Linked DNA regions of Mus musculus: region 2 is linked to region 1. The links are chromatin contacts, called in public Hi-C maps. All regions are on one chromosome and are shown on one strand. Each heading gives the region's core, a stretch centred on a gene start, on an enhancer-like site or on the middle of the called end of the contact. The rest is flanking DNA. Distances are from core to core; before and after follow the strand shown. Region 1 overlaps Phactr1 (phosphatase and actin regulator 1). Region 2 overlaps Phactr1 (phosphatase and actin regulator 1).

Region 1 (7,340 bases), core at 3,134-5,633:
AATTAATGGAATCAAGGCTTGTGAAAGGTAAAGAGTTCTGAAGCCAGGACAAGCAGCCTTTCGGGTTGCTCTTGCCTCTGCCCCATGTCCTTCCCATAGCAAGCAGGTCGAGGCATGTCTTCTCTCATGCCCTACAGGGCTCCGGACTCTGGGGCCACATACAACAAACCCTTTCAGCCTCTTAGAAGCTCTAAAGGGCAGGCGTGAGGTCTACACCTGTTTCAAGGAAGGTGGCCTTGATCCTCCCCAAATGTCTGTCACTGCCAATAGTGTTCTCACATTTCTCAAGCATACCTCCTTAGCTTATAGTCACATTGCTCATCCCAGCAGCCCTGCCTGGGCCCCAAGCCCCTGGAGACATAAAGAGAACAATAATGTTTAAAAAAATAATAATAAGAGAGACACTCCACTCAGTCCTCACCAACCTAAAAGGATGCAGGAAGATGGAGCCAGGACCCTTCAGGCACAAGGATAACTAGGGGATGGGATCTGAGTGTTTGGACCAGAGCCTGGGTGTGGGCTGCTCCATGCACTACAGTCAGAGGTATCTTCCATTTATTTTCAGCTCGGAATGAACAAGAAGAACAGGAGGAGAAGCGGGAAATCAAGAGGAGGCTGACTCGCAAGGTAAGGCGGTCCCCCTTCCCCGGAGCTGCTTGCCCGCCATACGTTGGCTTCTAGCAGCCTTGAGGACTTTGAAGGCCCTTGACCACAGCTCTCAAGACTCAGAGTCTCACACCTTTCTTGGAGATAATGGTCAACTCACCTATAAGTCCCAGGCTATCCCAACTTTTTAGGCACCGGTGGGTACTAGGAACACATATGATATACAGATACAATATGCCTATATATATATAAAGTAAATGAGTTAAAAATAGTCTTAAAAAAACAGATTTATGTATTTTAACTCCACCACACTATTGGAAACTCATTATAAAAATTAGTGGTTCAACCAAATATAAGATTGACAAGGAACAGTGGCACAGACATGCCTTTAGTCTCAGCACTTGGGAGGCAGAAGCAGAAAGGTTTCTGTGAGTTCAAGGCCAGCCAGAGTTCTAGATTAGTGAGTGCTGTACATAGTGCAACCCTGTCTCAAGGAAGAAAGAAAGAAAGAAAGAAAGAAAGAAAGAAAGAAAGAAAGAAAGAAAGAAAGAAAGGAGGGAGGGAGGGAGAGAGAGACAGAGAGACAGAGAGAGACTTGGTAGTACAACATGGACATGTCCACTCATGCCTATAATCTCAGCACTCAGAAGGCTGCGATTGCCTCAAGTTTAAGGCTAGCCTGAGCTACTCGTAATGAGTTGTAGGCTATTTTGTCCCCCCAAAAATATTTAAAATGTTAGATTAAATACAATACTGTCTTTGCTATGGTTTTAGGGACACTGACTTTCTTCATTCTCCCAGTATTACCTGTTGAAATTGGAAAACTATTTGACCTTCTTCTGCTAAATTCAGTTGGAATCACTGGCTCAGGAAAATACAAAAAGCACTGATCCATTTAGTTACAGTGTTTGGAAAACACTTAAAACTCCTTACAGCTGGGGTTTTTGCAACATTTTTAACCCCCTAAATAGAGGCTATTGCCATGCCATATAAACCCACAGATCTCCTGAAACATGAGTAACCTTTTGAGAGGAAAAAAAAAAAAAAGAAACTTGAATAATAAACATGAAACTATTCTTGGATCCTGTTGGAAGTTGAATTAATTGATAGCACACAGGATATAACACTCCCTCCGTCTGTCTAAAGTGTTTTCAATCACCCCCCTGCAGTGGCCATCTTGAAAAGGGGGTACTCAGTCTTAAAGATGGTGAAGAGACCCATTAAAATGAATTCTAAAGATGCTCATTAGTGACTTCTCGTCCCTGGAAACGTTACGTAAAGGGCTGAGATTTGGAGGTCCTGAGAGGCCACGCCACTTATTCAGGAGGCAATTTGGGTTTCTTGACATCCTCTCTCCCCAAAAACCATCCCAAACACTGGTAGCCAGCCAAATGCCAAACTAATTAAAGGAAGTGAGAGAAACAAGGTCCTGGAGGGTGGGGTGGCTGCCTGGGGATGAGCCATCACGCTGAGGGGACAAGAATAGGAGCTGAGTGCCTCACTCTGGCCAGTTGTGAGGTGTGAGACCTTGTCAAAAAAAAAAAGAAAGAAAGAAAGAAAGAAAGAAAGAAAGAAAGAAAGAAAGAAAGAAAGAAAGAAAGAAAGAAAGGAAGGGAGGAAGACACAAAAAGAGAGAGAGAAGAAAAACAGAAAAGGAAAGATTATTATTTAGACAGCAATCTAATTCTTTTTTTAAAGATTTATTTATTAATTACATGAAGTACACTGTATCTGTCTTCAGACATACCAGAAGAGGGAATCAGATCTCATTACAGATGGTTGTGAGCCACCATGTGGTTGCTGAGATTTGAATTTAGGACCTCTGAAAGAGCAGGCAGTGCTCTTAACCACTGAGCCATCTCTCTAGCCCTAATTCTTCTTACCTCTTAAGAAAGGGTTGTATGTTATCGCAGACAGGACTTTGACTATAACTGCATAGCACAGTAATGGAGGGGGCAAGGGTTTTGCTTCCCACATTTCTGTCCCCAGGATGACAACACCTGCAACCTTATCCACTAATAGCCTGTAGACTTTGCAATTACCGTCATTGTCTCCCCACCCGCCTATGTCACCCCCCACTCCCACAAGGGCAATTGCCTCATGTAATTCCAGCATTTCCAGTCCTCAAAGGCTTCCATGGAGAGTCAAAAAAATAGTGACCTTGAGGGCAGGAATGAATGTTCCAGGAGACAGAGGGAATCCGGAAGTTGGTTTCATATTTCCCTGGGTCTGCAAATGTTGTGCCCACCTGCAGGGGGAAAATACATAGCTTACCCTGGCTCTGGGCAAAGGCTCTCCCCTTGAGCCTTTATCGTACCAAAACCAGATGCCAGAGCTGGTGACCGCTTATAGCCTCGGACCTCAGATTTCTTTAATAAAATTCTATTGAGTTTTAATACGCTAGTGAAAAATAAATAAATAAAACCCAGGGGCTGGTGTTGATACCAACAGACCAAGTCATTTTCTGTAGCTAAATTGAAAACATAAAAAATGATTTGCTAAAATAAATGCCTGTCTCCCTGCCCCCCACCCCAAAATAGAATTGAACTGAAGATACTACAAAATAACATGAGCAAGCCCTGGGGTCCATCCCACCACAATCCCAAGAAAGGGCAGCTCTCTGAGGGAAAGCATACATGTATGCATGATGGGAGAAGAGATGGATTGGGGAAGGGGAGGGTACACTTGAGGTTTGGGTTGTATTTCTGTGGAACTTGGGTCTCAGTTAATTGGCTTCCCCCACACACACACATTTTGTGGCTGCTTGCGATACTGCTGGCACCATTTACACAAATGCGGCTTCTTCTCCCTTCTCCCAATCCAACTTCCTCAGAAAAATGGACTTTGGTCCCAAAGATTGTCTCCTTGGTATCTAGGAAGTACCTCGGGCTTTGGGTGTGGAGGGCTACATGCTCATTGAAGGGAGGTCCGGAAGACTCTGGCTAGTGTCAAATTCACATACCTTCCAAGACCCCCAGGATGACAATATGTGTCCCCTCCCAGAACATAAGCCCGATACCATGCTTAGTTGATAGACCGTGATGGTGGCACAGAAAGCACCAGATCCTTGGGGATGCCTGTCAGCATGTCCCCTGGTCTCTCAGATTCTGCTGACAGACAGGCAGCTGGCAAAATCCAGACCAGTTTATTTAATCATTTACTAATTTTTAGGTGGTGGGTGGAGGAGGGGATGTCAGATAGACCCTTGCTAGGATAGCACAAACTAGCCCTGAATTCACCATACATGAACACTAGCCAGGCTGGCCTTGAACACTAGATCCTCTTGCCTTAAGCTCCTGAGTGCTGAGACTGAAGGTGTGAAGCACTGCACCCAGCTAGCCCAGTGTGTGGTTGTTGTTGTTTAACTTCAGTACAAATTATGTCAGCTCTCATATTTCAAAGAGAACATGTTGATGCCAAGACGGGCATCATTTTAATTTCTAGCAATCTTGGCCACACAGCTTAGGAAACTGTTTTTCCCGTGACAAACAACATGCATACCAAAGTGTGAAGCCCTCAGAAAACCCCTGGTGCTTCAGGACAGACTGCAAACACTACCAGTGTCTAGACATGAGCCAGCTCCATCATCACGGGGCCTCCCTGGAGCGTCCTCCTCTAGCCAAGAGGCAGCCACAGGCCTGCTCAGCCCTACCCTTGCTCTAACCACCAGGCATCTCTCTGGTTAATGGCAGCAGGCCGTCATCTCACTGGGCCAGGGCAGCAGCAGGCCATAACATTCCGGCTCCAGCCAAGGGCATCAGGCAGCAGAGCGGCCAGAGTAACTGGGATTTGTTGTTTGTTTTATAGGCCAAAGCCGTAAGACTTTATCTGACTGCCTCTTCTATTAATAGCAGCTAACAGTCTAGGACTCAGAGGAAAAAAATTGTTTTTAAATAACATTGGTGGAACGTCAGTTGACAGCATCGTAAAGGGAGCAGTTTGGCGCGTGGCTCCAGAAGAAATAAGCCTATGACAGGGAAAGATAATAGAAATGTCAGCTTTCTGTTGTTAAAGGACAGAGGAAGGGTGCTCAGAGGGGAATGTCAGGAGACAGCTATATAAACATGATTTTGTTCCTCCTTCCTCACAAAGTTCATTCTCCATGGTATAAATATGACATCTCTCAGCCCTGTGTTGGCTTACCAACCTTACAGCTGGCCTTCCGGAAGAAACCCTCAAAACTCCTAAATCAACATATCCCATGCCCTCATCCCAGAGGCTGCTACTATTTGCAAATGCTTGTCTGTGTGCCCAAAACACACAGGCATATATACATCTGTAGACACACGTTGTCTATGTGTGTCTACATAATGTGTACGTGTGCACACACATATAATGTGTTATAAACCCATTCTGCAGACTGAACTTAATTTAAGACAGAGATGTGGGCTCACCAATCCAAGTTTAGACAGAATCCTTGCTTAAGGTGCCTGTCTCCCAGTGGGTGAAGGACAGACAGAGAAAACCCCACAGCAGGCACCAAAGCTACACAGACAGCGAGGCTTCTCATCAGGCCAAGACAGCAGCCCAATAAAGGACAGGCTGTTGGGTATTTGAAAGAGACAATAAAGCTCCCAGAATCCCAAAGCTGGGCACTCTGGGTTCTACCCCAACTCCATCTTGCTGTATAACACCTCAGTTGTTTTCCTGAACTCATTTTCCATTCTCTAAGTTCACACATGGAGCCATGGTCTAATAAAGTCCTCTGTTGACTGGGCCCCACTTTTTTCCCTCCCTGCAGCTCAGCCAAAGGCCCACAGTGGAAGAACTCCGGGAGAGGAAGATCCTTATCCGCTTCAGTGACTACGTGGAAGTGGCAGATGCCCAAGACTATGACCGAAGGGCAGACAAGCCATGGACCCGCCTCACCGCTGCAGACAAAGTAAGCAGAGGCCAGGAGAAAGGGAGGCAGGCGTAACCTGTAAGGAGAGCAGGGGCCCTGCCTCAGCCCCACCTTAAAGGCGCCGCATCCTTTAAGCTGCTCACAAAAGCCATCCAGGTGACCTGTTGCAAAACCTCCCAGTCTGTTCTTCATGTGGAGAACACAGAACAAACACAGTAGTGTGCCTACTTCCCAGGAGGAGGAAGGACAGTATCTTGGTCTATTTGCTGTAACAGAACATTTGAGGCCTCATTTTTTTTTTTTTCTGGAATCCAAAAAACCTGAAGTCAGGCAGCCTTGCCTGGGGAGAAGCTCACTCTTTAACCTAATCCTGTCCTCTGATAAAGTCACGGTCCCTCTTAACAACCGATTACCCCTGAAAAGCTCCACCACCACTCTGTACGGTGGCATCGAGAAATACAGGTTTGACCCAAGATTCTTCAGGTCAGCCCCATAGCATGTCAGGGGAACTGTGCCCAGAAAGACAGAATGACACAGGACTAGGCACAGAGCCATTCTTAACATGAGCCGACAGTCTTATCACTGGCTCTCTGTGTCTCGATACTTTCCCAGGCACTCAGTGAGATAATTGCAAAAGGGATTTGACATCAAAGTCACTGTGTGGGCCATCTGTAGTGCCACAGGATGCATAGGGTGCAGAGAGCCTCATAAAGCATGGCTAGCTCCATTAGACCCTCACGGTGTTCCCAAAGAAGGGAAGTCATGGAAGCTTTGAAAGAGCACCCCAGGTGACAGATTTTTTTTGTATCCACTATATAGTTGTGTGGAAGAACAAAAATACTGTTAGACATGGCAAACAGGCAGGCCCTCCCACCTCTTCTGACCAGCTGCTATTATTCTTCCAGGCTGCCATTCGGAAGGAACTCAATGAGTTTAAAAGTACCGAGATGGAAGTCCACGAGTTAAGTAGACACTTAACCAGGTTAGTTCTGACGACGTCCCGCTCCTATGTCTTAGTACCACATGATGATGTCTGTTTTCCCGTTTGTGACCTCACTTTATTTTTTTGTTTGAGACATAGCTGACCTGGTTCTCACTACATAGCCCAGACTGGCCAGGAACTTACAGCAATCCTCCTGCCTCAGCCTCCTGGGGTGCTAGCTATGTCATGCCCACAGCTATGTCAATATTTACTTTCAAGTAAACGATCTTTCGTCCTGGACTACCAAGTGTTTTTGTTTCTAAGATGAGAGAAGATAAGACAGAGATGGACATTCAAGGTCTACTTTTTAAGTTAATAAAGTAAGAGCAATGAGCCTGGTGGGGGGAGGGGCACACACTGTTAGTTCCAGCACTGGAGAGGAAGAGGTTTGGCCAAGTTTGTAGCCAACCTGGTTTACAGAGTAAATTGCAAGCTCCACAGTGGAACTGTAACATAACAAAAAAAGAAGTTTGAAAAAAAAAAAAAAACAAAGCCTCGGGCAAAGAAAGTTAAGACTGCTGAAGGCCCAAGCCAAAAGTCACCCTCTGCTTTTTAGTTCACTCAAAAGTCAACTCTGACAAGTGTTGGACAACCCCAAAATGAGTTTTTATAAAAACCGAAGCCAGAGAGATAAGGGTGCTGCCAACATCCAATCTGCAGAGACCAAGCCTGGGCAGAATGCCAAAGTAGCACACGGGACCACTAAAGAGCATTCTGTCACCCTGTGCTCTTCTACCAAGCATTCCCTTCTAATGTCACCTGGGAAAAATGAGCCACAGAAGGAAACAGCTACATGGCATGTGTACATGACGAGTTAGAGACTAAGCCTCTGGCTTTTCTAATCACTCCTTTGGAGAACATGTGCAGAAATAGGGGTAATCGATGTCCGACTCAGACACACGGTTAGGA
Region 2 (7,340 bases), core at 2,606-5,105, 140 kb before region 1:
CTCACCAAAGCCCTGTAAACACAGGTCAGATGTTTTGATCCCCCATGTCTGTCAGTCTGTCTCTACCTCTTCCTCTACCTCTACCTCTACCTCCATCTCTGTCTGTCTACCTTTGATTCTGACCTTTTTATAGTGATGTATAGTCATCCCTTCTACAGCCCACTTCCACACTCAGTGACTTTTCCCTGCAGGAAAACCTGGAACCCAGCTCAGAGCACAGTAACACATTTCCTCCACTCAAGAGCAGGGATGCCATGCTATCCAGCTGTGCCAGCTAGCTTGTCAACCTGACACAAGCTACAGTCATCTGAAAGTGGGGACCCTCAATGGACAAAATGCTTCCATAAGATCTGGCTGTAGGACATTTTCTTAATTAGTGATTGAACAGGGAGGGCCCAGCCCATTGTAGGTGGTGGCATTCCTGGGCTGGTGGTCCTGAGTTCTGCAAGAAAGCAGTCTGATGTAAGCCATGGAAGCAAGCCAATAAGCAGCGTCCCTCCATGGCCTCTGAATCTGTTCCTGCCTCCAGGTTCCTGGCTTGTTTGAGTTCCTGTCCTGACTTCCTCTGGTGACAAACAGCAAGAGGAAGCATAAGCCAAATAAACCCTTTCCTCCCAGTTTACTTTTGGTCATGGTGTTTCATCACAGCAATAGCAACCCTGACTAAGACACCAACTTTGTGTCCTGGTAGCTTAACATGGTCTTGGAAAAAGAAAGTGCCAGTTATATTTTGAAGTGGTTTATATAAAGCTTCAAAAAGCCAGAAAACAGAGAAATTTGTTTTCAGTCTTCTAAGAACTTGTTCAAGGGTCTATTTCGTCATCTTCTCTACCCACCCCACCCCCCCAATGTATATGAACAGTTCCTGTGAGGACAAACACAGTCCCCTCTCATTAGACTATTCTTTGTCTCCCACTATGAGCCCATCTCAGGTGGGGTCACCCTTCTTCTCCACAGCTCAAGCCCCATTCCCTGGAATGCCATCTCAACAGGGAATCATGGCTCCCGGGTACCCAGAATGTGGTTAAAAGAGGGATGCAGACTTCAGACGGATGCACCATTGGTCTGTACGCTTTATCCCAGGCTTGCAGGGAGTGGGTCACAGGAACTCAGCTGAGGGGACATTTTCGTGGGTCCAACTGTCCATGGGGGAGTATGTGAACTTGTTGCCTGAAAGATTCTGGCTTAACTCTTCCTCTGTCGCTCCAGCTGGGCACATTGGAGAGAGGTTGGGGGTGGACTTGGACTCTTCTCTTCTTCTTCTTTATTGTGCCATTGTTTCTATTTTAATCAAGATCAAGAAGAGGGGAGGGCAATGGGAGTGCAGAGGGCAGAGAGGGAGGATGGAAAAGAAGGGGGAGGCAAAGAAAGAATTTAAGAAGCATGTATTCTGGCATGCATGGGATAGCCTGACCTTCCTGTAGCATCCCCATTTAGGACTAGGTAGGCCAGGAAGTGAGTAGCCATGGCAGAAAATCCTCCAAGATTTAAGTGAATGGAGGCCCAAAACGAAGAATGACCTTGAATTTAGAATCGTACTTGAAGCTAATTCTTAATTCAGGTGGAGTATTGTGAAGTGTTCTAATAGAACAAAGGCTCATGAGTCCCACTGGGGAACCTATCAAGAGGCAGAACTGGGCTTTGATCCTCAGACTTTCCCTAGCTCTGAGTTCTGAGAGTTAACTCGAGTAAGGAAGAGCAAGCAGGTGTGTAGGACAGTTGTGGCTTCTGAGGTCCTTTGATCCCCCGTGCCGCTGCTTCTGGCTGTGGACTTGCTTCGTGGTGCTTTGAAAGAGTCTCAGCCACCTCCTCTCACTGTGTGATTTGGTGCTTTGAAAGAGTGACGCCACCTCCTCTCACTGTGTGATTTGGTTTAAAGCGCGTGCCTTCAAATGACCACTTTTGAGATGTCACACTACTTTGTAGCCAATGTTTTCAGACAGATTACGATGAGAGTGTCATAACCCAGACTTGGATTTGGTCTCCCCAGCCCGATTTTTTGCCAACCTGCTTCACTGGATGGAAATCACGCTGGTAAGCAAAGAACACAAGCTGGGTGCTTTTCCCTCCCTCCTTGCTCTTAATTCTGGTGTCCTAGGAACCACACGAGCAGTAGGCTTATCTACAAGACTCTGAATGTGAAAAGGCAATACCTCATGTGTCAGAGATTACTGTAGACCCTTCAAGGTCATTGGCTAATTGGAAATAGCCCTGAGGGGTCACATACATCTTTTAACTTTTTTAACAGGGAGATGGACTTGGGAAGCTTCTGGGTGAAGCAGATTGAATCTTGGTGACAGTGGATACATTTTCATAGTATTCATTGAATTTGATAGGCACTCTAAGGAGACGTCACAGTGAACGGCAGGGGAAATGGTGCAAAGATGGCATCAACTAGAGTGAAAGAATTGAACCAGGGATGGGGTGGGGCCAACATCTGTAACCCCAGCACAGCAGAGATTATCACAGAGAGTCAGGAGTGCATGGCCAGCCTTCCTTGGCTGCACAATGAATTTAGAAGCCAGTCTATGTTACCTGAGACCCTGTCTGGACTGGGTAGATGACACAGTTGGTGGAGTGCTTACCACACAAGCATGTGGACCTGAGTTCCAATCCCCAGAACCCGTGTTTTTATTAATAAACTAATAATAATAATAATAATAATAATAATAATAATAATAATAATAATAAAAGCTAAGCATGGTGGTATGGTATACGGCTGTAATCCCAGCTCCTGGCAGGCAGAGGTGATCAGATCCTGAGGATTATTGACCAGTCAGCTCACCCAAATCAGTGAGTTCCAAGTTCATGAAAGACCCTGTCTCAAGAAAAGAGAGAGAACAATAGAGGAAGACACCCAAGGTGGCTATCTGGTACGCATAGACCTGGACGTTCACACAAATAGACCACATTCACACATGTGAACATAGATGCATACATGCATGCACAAGGAGCTTGTGAAGGTTTTCTGGTAACCTTAGTTTTCTGCTCGCTTCTTAAACATTCCTATTTCAGAATCCAGTCAGCGAGCGTCGCAGCTAAGTGGTTTTCAAAACATGGCTTTCCCAAGCATTATTGTTAGAGACAATCCTTGTATACAAAGGTGCTGAGGGAAAAAAAAAAAAATAACAGGTAAAGATAGGATCTATTGAGGAGTTGGTTTGAGGAGGTACAGGGTCCCCCGCCCCCCATTTTCAGCCATAACTTCTGAGGTTTGGGGGGTTAAGGGTGGGGTGGGGAGGCATCTTCTGTTTCACCTGTACACAACAGGGAAAGGGAGGGGGTGGGGTGAGAATGAAGGCTACTGAAGGCTCTCATGTAATGTTTTGTTCCTTGGTGATGGAGATGGAGGCCAAGGCTATCTTCCTGCTTAGTGCAGCCCACCCTGGAGCTGCACCCTCACCCCAAGACATCAAAAGGCCTTCACACTTAGAGAACCCATCTGTTGCTGAACAAGAAGAAAAGCAGGACTCCAGTCTTTTATCATGAACATAATTAGAAGAGAAGTTATTAGGACCTCAGTTTCCCATAAATGTAAATCTGGATACATCCAATGTAATACTTTATTCCAGAAGAAGATTAACTCCTTATTACCCAGAGAGCTCTGCTCTGCCAGGGTGAACTCCTGTGAGGCTCTGGTCATCTTGCTAGGAAGACTGTCTTGTAATTTCCACATGGTCTCCAGCATCTTATGTTTTCTGTGGAAAGATAAAAGGCATTGCACCTAGTGAAGGTGTGTTTGTGTCTAAGAAAACATTATCCATGCAAACTCATATTCATCCATGTCTGGGCCTCCCCAGCCTATCCATGCAGCCAGCTCCCATCAATCCTGCAGTGCCGTTGGCAACATTACAAAGGACTGACTGTCCTCTAAAATCATTTCTTGGGGTAATTTATTTTTACTTCTGTGTACCACACTGAGTTATTTGTGTAGCATTCTGAGACTTTTTTATCATTATTATTATTTTCTGGGTGATTGGAGCAAAGAGAAAGTTCCTGGGCTTCTGAGCCTTACAAAATCATTTAGCTTTGCACAAGGAAGTGGACTCAAAAGTGCAAGCAGGCCCCTCTGCCCTGGACAGATGCCCAGAACTGGCACTGAATGGTTAGTATCTAGATCTCATTCAGGCATGGCAGATGGCCTTACTGTAAACCCAGTGGTATCAGTAGCCTAGAGCCTGCTCTTGCCAGCCTGTGTTTCTTGGGAGCGTTCCATTTCCTACCGTTCCCAGAACTTCCTTCGGTATTCCCATCCCCCCAACATCCTCAGACGAACCTTTCCTCCTGCCACTCATAGGGTGACATCCTATGAACCTAACTCATCCCCCAGTCACTCCCAGACAGAAATGCTCTTCCTTCCCCTTTCCAGCTTCCCTGCTCTGTCCACTGGGTCTCTGTAGCCATCATCCTGTTGGAAAGGAAGATGGATCCTTCTACTCTCCAAAGAACAGTCTGAGTGCTATTCTCCCATCCATTCCAACCCCCACTCCATGGCCCCATCTTTCTTGACCTCAGCCTTCATCCCTATCTGCATCTTTCCTCTCCCAATTGGCCTTGCTGTTTGTCCCTCCCATCCGAGAATCCCGTCCTTGCTTTAAACTCTCCGGCAGCTGTCAGGGTTTGTATCTCAGGACTGCACTCTGCAAGATGTTCCCTGCTTTGCTGAGGCTGTTCCCTCAGGGCCCATGCCCTCCATGGTGCTGTCTCAGAGTTTGTGAGGCATGTGCCCAGGTCCCCTTCTCCTTTTCAATGTCTTCCTTCCTGTCCTGATGCCGTTTCAAGCTTTCTCTTGCTTTTCCTTCTCTCTCTGGCCATTATTCTACCCGTTCAGAATCTCAATAGGCTTTGTCTTGGGCCCCTTCTTTTCTGGACCCCCTCTCTAGAGGACTCTCAATCACACATCTGGCTTCAGGTGAAATCTACCTGCTGACAGTATTTACATTTCTGTCTCCACACACATTCTTTTCCAAATGTTGGGCTCATGCCCCCGCTGTCTCAACTTTGTTGCAGAAGAGGTTCAAGTACAGTATGGCAAGATCCAAACTCCTCATGTACATCTTACATGAAATTCTTTCTTTGTGTTCCCTCCCCTCCTCTACTTTCTTTAAAGGGAGGAACACAAGCTGATTGAGAACATTTGCATGGCTAACACTTTTCCCTGTCACTCTCTGAATCCTGTTGGTTTGGTTTAATTATTTATGGAGTGCCTTCAATCTTCTATAGTTCCTGTGATATCTTCCTAGGTCAACCACTAAGATCTCTTGTCTGGACCATCCCTGTAACCTCCTATTGGCTTCCTCTGTCCTCTTGGGTAACCTTTGATAGGCATCATCCCTGTATCCATGGTGATGAGAGGTCAACTGGAACACCACAGTCATTTCCATTCCATGCATCTGTATCAGGCTTACAAACTGGTCAGGTCCAGAATCCTAAGAGCTCCTCTTGGCTTTGCACAAGCCGGTTCTGTCCAGCAGCTGATCGGCTACTCAGTGATCAGTGGTGGATCTAGGCATGTGGTGCACTCTGTGCTCTTTCTGGCTCCACAGCCTGTGCGTCGAGCATCCCAGTCTTCCCTGGGATTCACAGACCGACCCTTTGTTCATGACACCATACTCATTGTGCCCTTGGTTTCCCAAGAACTTTCCTCAGTAGACAACATTGTATTTCTTCTAGTGATTTAGTATTTGTCCCATGATTAGTCTTAGGGTTTTTTTTAGTTTTTTGTTTGTTTGTTTGTTTGTTTGTTTGTTTTTTGGTCTGCCTGCAAAATGAGCAACACACAGGGGGCTTTTCAGCATACGTCACTACTTCTTTCTCCATGTTCAGAGCAAAAGCACTTGGGCAAGAATTATGAGCCCTGAGCTAATCCACATTTTCCATGGAACACCATTTTTTACTTGAAAGAAAGACTTGCGCAAAAGAATGTAGTTACTCACACATGAGCACTGTTCTCTGTCCTCTCTCACCAAGGCAAAGGTCACAATACATCACTGAGGGAAGTCAGGGCAGGAACTTCAACTGGAAACCATAGAGGAATGACTTTCCTGACAGCTTGCTCACTTGACAGACTGATACTCAGCTAACTTTCTTAGACAGCCAAAGACCACCTGCCTAGGAATGGTTCTGCCTGCAATTAGCAGTCAAGACAATCCCCCACAGACATTCCCGTAGGCCAGTCTGACCTGGTCAATCCCTCAACTGAGATTCTCTTCTCTAAAGACTGAAGCCTGTGTCAAAGTAGCAGTTCAAACTAACTGGAGCACTTACTGTGTAGAGATTTTTCTCTAAACAGAATGCAGTAGAACCTAGAACTCTAAGCCAGTGGTAGGATTTACTGCCAATGATGGTAGGATTTACTGCCAGTGATAAAATTGAGCTTATAAGCAAACATTTGAATTGTAAAACTTGTATCCACCCCCCAGGAAGTTGGCTCTGTCTCAAAACCTATACTTGTCTAAAGGAATCAGTAGGGTAGTAAAGGAATTTTTTTGACGCTGCAAAATGAAATACATCAACCTTCAGGAGAGTTGTGAAACTCAGTGAACTAATATTTTCCAAGTGATTAGTTTATGGTATCATAAACTTCTGCAGGTAAAATCCATTTGATATGAGAGGCAGAGCAACATGGTCTAGTATATTGAAGTGTGCCAAGTACATCCATCTGGTTCCAGATTCCACCTTACAGGTAGCCTTAACACCCTAGCACTTCTGTAGTTCAGGGGTAGAATTTGAAGTGTCCTCAGTTATCTAAAGGGATTATTAAAACGTTGCTCACTCTGACAACTGCATGACTGTGTTATATTTCAATCATATGGTCCATAGGTCAGAGGCTTGCATATATCAAAGCTAATGGAAAAGTATCACTCAGGTACATGGTCTCTAAAATTTATTTAAAGGCAAGTGACCAAGAGCAAACAAAGCCCTTGGAGGGTTATTTCACATTTTCCCCTCAAAGAGACTTTGCAAATACATTGACATCCATGCTACTTTTCCTGCTTTGAGAGGGCAGGGAAAACATAATGGTTTTTTGTTCTTAATCAAATTGTGTCTTTTAATGAGAAAACTGTGGGACAGCCGGGGAAAATAGAGGCAAATCCTTAATTAGGGACCCTGGGGTTGCGTGGTCAGATTGAGGTGGGTGTAGCAGTAAGAACAGTGTCTTGTGTGTTGGCAGTGCATCACAGCAGGCCCAGGCCATGCATAGTCTAGCCACGCAGAAAGGTAGGAAGCTGTGTTCAGATGCAGAAAGAATGAAGGCAGAGTTTGAATAGGCAAGAGAGAACAGGACAGAAAAGATGTCTGAAGAGATTAGAAAAAGAAGAACCTTAGCGTTTGCAACT

Evidence for each region. Hi-C and Micro-C count contacts between places; a contact is called where the count stands out from the background.
Region 2: a contact with region 1 is called in a Hi-C map of uterus, with 2.8 times the contacts expected there. The contact joins two enhancer-like sites. A contact is called at or near these places in 4 of 484 Hi-C or Micro-C datasets (the N1E-115 cell line and uterus) and 2 of 9 other capture datasets (adipose tissue and pancreatic islet).

The regions. Positions count from the first base shown.
Region 1 is chr13:43,127,573-43,134,912 of GRCm38.p6, forward strand. Phactr1 (phosphatase and actin regulator 1) reads left to right here. Exons shown (of 14, transcript NM_001302635.1): 11 at 566-627; 12 at 5,348-5,488; 13 at 6,355-6,431. Among named protein-coding and RNA genes, the nearest start is that of Gm15813, 8.6 kb to the left of the region's middle. Within about 2 kb of position 4,384, at least 36 of the 459 cell types and tissues checked have an H3K27ac peak or open chromatin away from gene starts, as enhancers often do. A contact at or near this core is called in uterus, where this site is marked.
Region 2 is chr13:42,984,261-42,991,600 of GRCm38.p6, forward strand. The region is part of intron 4 of Phactr1 (phosphatase and actin regulator 1); the gene reads left to right. Among named protein-coding and RNA genes, the nearest start is that of Gm52053, 25 kb to the right of the region's middle. Within about 2 kb of position 3,856, at least 30 of the 459 cell types and tissues checked have an H3K27ac peak or open chromatin away from gene starts, as enhancers often do. A contact at or near this core is called in uterus, where this site is marked.